2 separate regions of the Triticum aestivum genome follow, and region 1 is linked to region 2. Evidence: chromatin contacts called from public HiCAR-type data. All regions are on one chromosome and are shown on one strand. Each heading gives the region's core, a stretch centred on a gene start, on an enhancer-like site or on the middle of the called end of the contact. The rest is flanking DNA. Distances are from core to core; before and after follow the strand shown. Region 1 holds the start of LOC123128724 (probable alpha,alpha-trehalose-phosphate synthase [UDP-forming] 11). Region 2 holds the start of LOC123129747.

Region 1 (2,880 bases), core at 75-2,574, 240 kb after region 2:
GGGCTGCCGAAGCGCTCGTTGACCCGGGCGCTGATGGCTCTGGCCTCGTCCTGCACCTCCTGCACGTCCCGGCCCTCGCTGCGCGCCGGATTGGTGATCTGCACGAGCACGGCCTTGCCGCGGAGCTCAGGGTTCTCCACCAGGAGCTGCTCCATCCCCAGGAACTTGAGCCCGATCCCCTTGAAGAGGTCGACGTCGTCCACGCCCAGCATGAGGCGCCGCCCCTTGTAGGCGTCGGCGACCTGGCGCACCACGTCGGCCGTCTCCGGCGCCGACACGACCGAGCGGAGCTGGCCCATGTCGATGCCGACGGGCAGTATCTTGACGGTGACGGTGCGGCCGTAGTACTCGATGCCGATGTACCCGCGCTTGGACTGGTAATCCAGGCCGAGGAGGCGCGAGCACGCCGACAGGAAGTGGCGCGCGTAGTCGAAGGTGTGGAAGCCGACGAGGTCGGCGTTGAGGAGGGCGCGGAGCAGGTCGTCGCGGACGGGGATAGTGCGGAAGATCTCGGAGGAGGGGAAGGGGGAGTGGAGGAAGAATCCGACCCTGGCGCGCGGGAAGCGCTTGCGGAGGAAGGTGGGGAGGGCGAGGAGGTGGTAGTCCTGGATCCAGACGAAGTCGTCGTCGGGGGCGAGCACCTCGGTGAGGCGGTCGGCGAAGGCGCGGTTGGCGGAGAGGAAGGAGTGGTAGAGCGCGCGGTCGAAGGGCAGGCCGCCGAGCGTGGAGGGCGTGAGCGGGAGCAGGTAGTGGAGCAGCGGCCACATGTAGTGCTTGCAGAAGCCGTGGTAGAACTTGCCGTGGAGGTCGGCGGGGAGGAAGACGGGCAGGCAGGAGAAGGCGGACACGAGGTAGCTGGCCAGCTCGTCGGAGGCCGCCTCCGCCGCGGCGGGGGGCAGCGTGCCGACGTGCAGCACGGGGGCCGCGGGCGGCAGGCCCGAGCGGAGCTGGTAGGCGACGGTGCCCGCGTCGACGGTGAATTTAAACCCGAACGGCGCGGCGGGGTCGGGGGACGCGCGGAGGGGCAGGCGGTGGGAGACGATGACCCGCCGCGGCGGGCCGGACGGGGACGGCGAGGCCGGCGAGGAGGGGGACGCCGCGGCCATGACCCGCGGGAGCCGGAGCGGGGACGGCGGGAGCGGGGGCAGCTCCTCGGCCAGGTCGAGCAGGTTGTGGCAGGAGAGCGACGGCATGTCGCCGGTCCGGTCCTTCTATCGATTCGTGCCGCAGATGCCCAGTGCTGCTAGACGGGGATGGCGCATGAAGAGACGGCGAGGGCCGCGTGGAAATGTAGGAGAAGGGGGGGGGGGGGGGGTGCCGAATCGGTGGAAGCTTCTGGGGATAAGAAGGGCCGGGGGCGGGGGCGTGGGAGGAGGTATATATAAACGAGACGAGAGCAGCACGGAAGCGGCGCGATCCCGGCCCACCTAGCTATCCTCCCGTTCCTAGCTTGGACCAGGATCAGGAGCGAAGGTGGAAGAAGGAGGGGGCAACCAACGCGCCCACGGGGCTTATCCAGATCGGAAAGGGGCGGGGGCGCGGCGCCAATGACGGTCCTGCCCCCGCCCCGCGCCGTGGGACGGTTCGGGTTGGGTTTTTTTTCCTTTATTTTTTGCCAAGCTATTGGATGGATGGATAGACGAGCGCCGCGTGCAGAGGCACGGCGTGCGGGCGTCAAACGAAACGGCCGCTGGGTCTCGTATCCCTATCCGTCTATCCGCCCCGCCCGACCCCGGCCGGTCCGTGACGTCGGGCGACGCGTCGCGTAGGGGCGTGCGCATGCCGCCGGACGCACGCACGCACGCACGCACCGCAAACAAGGACAACGCGCACCGGGAAAACGGGACGGGGGTATAAAATGTGCTTTCCGTGCCACATTTTGTGGCTGAACCGTGTTTTGGTCTACCGAACCGAGCGGGTGTCCAAAATGTCGGATAATAATAAACTGTTTGAAGGGAATACAGGCGACGTAGACGCCGTGCTTATCTTTTATTTGACGGGATTTTTAAATGGAAGATATGCGGGTTCAACTTTGAGCGGTTTTCAAGTCAAGTCATTTTTGCTACTACCTCCGTTTCAGTTTACAAGTCCTGCGCGTATACCTATGTTGTCAATTTTATCACCATAATATAAACTATATAACACAAAAATTATATCTTTTGAAAGTAGAAACTCTGAAGTTTATGTTGGTATATTTTTTGTAATATATGACTTGTATTAGGTTGGTCAAATTGATAACCTAGGGCTACGCGCACGCCTTGTAAATTGAGAGAGAGGTAGTATATAAAGGGCTGTTCGCAACGTAATAATTTGTTCTTTTCTTTGTCTCGACGCACACGACGGAGTTCAGCATTTAATGTCTACCATAATTAAATTAGTCCAGTTTTTGAATTGTGCGGGAATTTTTAGGTCATACTGACATTGCTTTCAATGAATGTTTTCTTTAAGAAACTGAGCACAAATCCTTGTGAAAAGATGCACGCACGCCTTATCCATATGAGCTGGCAGATTCTCAGATGACGAAATCGGCCCTCCTAGTCGAGCGGCATGTCGTACCATTGAAAGGATAGCGTCGAAGAGTATGAAATAATTCCAGAAAATACACGAGCACATATCGGGTGTGTACTCAAACCCGGATAGGTTGGCTTCACCAAAAGAAAACCTAACTATATAAGCTATACTTCATCGCTGCTTGCAACGGACAAGAGTATACACATTTGCTCGTATGTCATGTTTTTTTTTTGTGAAACGTGTTCGATCTACCGAAAGGATGTCCAAAATGTCACATAAACAATTTTAGGAGAATGCCAAAGACATAGACGCTATGCTTATCTATTATTTTGTAGAGCTTTTAAAGAGGCATATGCATGTTCAACTTTG
Region 2 (2,700 bases), core at 42-2,541:
TACGCTCGCTCCGTCGGCACAGCACCACGACGTGCGCCTGTCGCCGCGCTAGAGCACACATGGCCGAGCAGAGGTGCTGGTGCATGCATGCATCAGAGATCGACGGCCCAGGCGCGTCCTTTCTCGGGCCACACGGTCGTTTTCCCGGTGCGGTGCTCCATTGATCGGTTCGGCGAACGGTCGGCTGGTTTTTGGACACCTCGCTAGCCTGAGCCTGGTACTACGTGGTATTATCTTTCACTTTCAGGTTTCGGACTGAATCGTACTACGTGCCCCCTTGCAGCAAAATGCGCTACAGTGTCCACGCAAGGATCCATCTCTAACTTGTTAGGAATTAATTAATTAGGTTAATTAACTATTAATCACTGCTATGTCGGTGCCACTTTTGGCAACTGCCTCCTTTTGTAACCGCCTTGTAAGCTGGGTATAAATACCCCAATCTTCAATCAATAGAATAACTGTTCATTCATATATCTGTTTTCCATTCGCTCCTCTCTCTCGATTCTCTCTAACACGTTATCAGCACTTTTGCTCTCCGCTGAGAAATGGCCACAGGAGAAGAGAAGAATGCCGCCGATTCGATTAGCCATATTCCCGTCCACAGCAGTAATCAATGGACATGCTTCTGTAAAAGAGGAAAACTGGATCAGGACATTCTTCAATTTGTTTTTGTCTTCTTGCAATCAATCAAAAATCTAATAACAAATTCTGTTTTGCAAATCGCTTCATCCGGCGTATGCTCGTGGTGAGATGGATTGATCGCTACTCAAACGAAAATAGGAAGAAATTCTCAATCAAGAAGAATAGAAGAATCTGCATCAAGAACAAGAGAAAAGAAGGGAAGAAGCCCCAGCGAGCGTACCTCGGCGTTTGGCGACGACGGCGTCCTCCACCTCTCGGGTGCAGCATTCGACGCGGCGCTCCTCCCTCAGGCGGAGCACGACCACGGCGCGGCATACCCTCCAGTACAGGCGGCGTGTCCTCGGGGTAACCAATGGCCGGCGCCTAGAACGGCGATCTCCACCGCGGCGGCACCGGTAGCACGACCAGCCCACGACACTACAGCAACGTCGACGCAGCGGCCGAGGACGCAGCGACGCCAGGCAGCGCCCTCTGGCGCGCGGCGTTGGACGAGCAAGCCCTCTGGCGCCACCCGCCCACCCCCGGTCTCTCCTTCTCCCGGTTACACTGGTACGCAGCGGCGGTGCCGGTGCTATATGTGCATACCGAACAAATCGATTGATTCCAGATGCATTGAGGATGACGATAGGAAACCTTATCTCTTCGGCCATTTGAGACTAAGCCCTTCTAGTTTCTTTTATTGGCAAACAAGTCATCAGACTTAATACTACATGAACATAAGTCATCAGGCTTACTGTTTTAGATTTTGGTTAATACCGTAGTATATCATATCGGTTGAGTCCCAAGGCATTGAGCTATGTTGATGGATGGGTCGATCATTACATCTGCAATGGACCCCAATATACTAGTGCTATTCTTTACAATAAGTGCAACAACTATGTTTTGCAATTGATTTTTTTTCTCTTGCAAATCATGATGTAAATTCAAAACAAGGATTATACTTAATATGACTACACCATATTATATTTTGGAATCACAAGGTATTGATGGCATCTACTGCGTAATTTGCAGATTATCCATCAGTACTGTGAGGTCTACATCTTGTCATTTTGATAAGATGACTACCTTCGAAGTGATCTTCCAAATATTAATATTATATGTGACTACCTCAATATATCATAAGGTAATACTGGCATCTACTGCAAATTTTGCAGACTATCCACTATTACTGCAAGGTCTACATCATGTCATTTTGACAGATGACTACCTTCAAAGTGATTTCATACATTTTGCATAATATAAGGTAATAGAATTATGAACATCTACTGACAAAAGTCAGACTATGTTTTTCTATTACTGCGAGATCTACACCGCATCCGGTGACTATCTTCAAAGTGTTATTCTATATAAATGGAGGTCTACACATATGAGTGTATAGCATCAGCTATCATAAAAAAAAATTTGCTCCTCTGAAGCAATTGTTGTTGTTCACTAAAAAAAGACATTTACTCTCATAATAAAAGGTATTCATGCATGAACACTACATGCTGAAACGGCAAATATTTTCCACAAATATCATTTATTCAAGCCTCATTTTGCTTTAATATGTCATAGACAACTATGCAAATATTTGCACATACCAGTAATTACCTTCTATTACATTGGTAAAATACATGACAATGGAGCCTATGTCACTATTTTAATTATAGTGTCGTCCATTCATTAAAATGGATACCACAATTTATAGAAATTGTTGAGTGTCTCAAACACTATTGATAGGTCCACATCAAATTGTGGTTATACTTTTATAGTGACTAACCAATGATAAACATGAAAAGTCTATGTGTTTTGGCAGTGACTCTGAAGTCACATATTTTCTCAAGAATGAAGTCCAAAACATTAGCAATGATTTCATCACATCTGTTGTATTGAAGGATACACCCAGGTTCACCAAGGATCATCTTGGCCATGAGTATTTTCATGTAACACATGCCTGACATTTCCAAATGCACTAAATTCAAGATTAGGTGGGAGTATTTATTTTAAGATGATTCATGACATCAGTCATTGTGTCCACCCGTGGCCTATTGCCACTACAACTCCACCTTCTGCAATGGC

The links. HiCAR-type assays count read pairs that join an accessible place to other places.
Region 1: a HiCAR-type map of leaf shows a contact between it and region 2, with 8 times the contacts expected there. The contact joins the promoter of LOC123128724 here to the promoter of LOC123129747 in region 2. A contact is called at or near these places in 1 of 5 Hi-C or Micro-C datasets (leaf) and 1 of 1 datasets of contacts at active chromatin or transcription factors (leaf).

The regions. Positions count from the first base shown.
Region 1 is chr6A:586,176,064-586,178,943 of IWGSC CS RefSeq v2.1, forward strand. LOC123128724 (probable alpha,alpha-trehalose-phosphate synthase [UDP-forming] 11) reads right to left here and starts at 1,325. Exons shown (of 3, transcript XM_044548806.1): 1 at 1-1,325. The coding sequence starts at 1,193.
Region 2 is chr6A:585,937,266-585,939,965 of IWGSC CS RefSeq v2.1, forward strand. It overlaps LOC123129747, which reads right to left and starts at 1,292. Exons shown (of 2, transcript XM_044549787.1): 1 at 863-1,292; 2 at 417-625. The coding sequence starts at 1,292. The coding sequence ends at 447.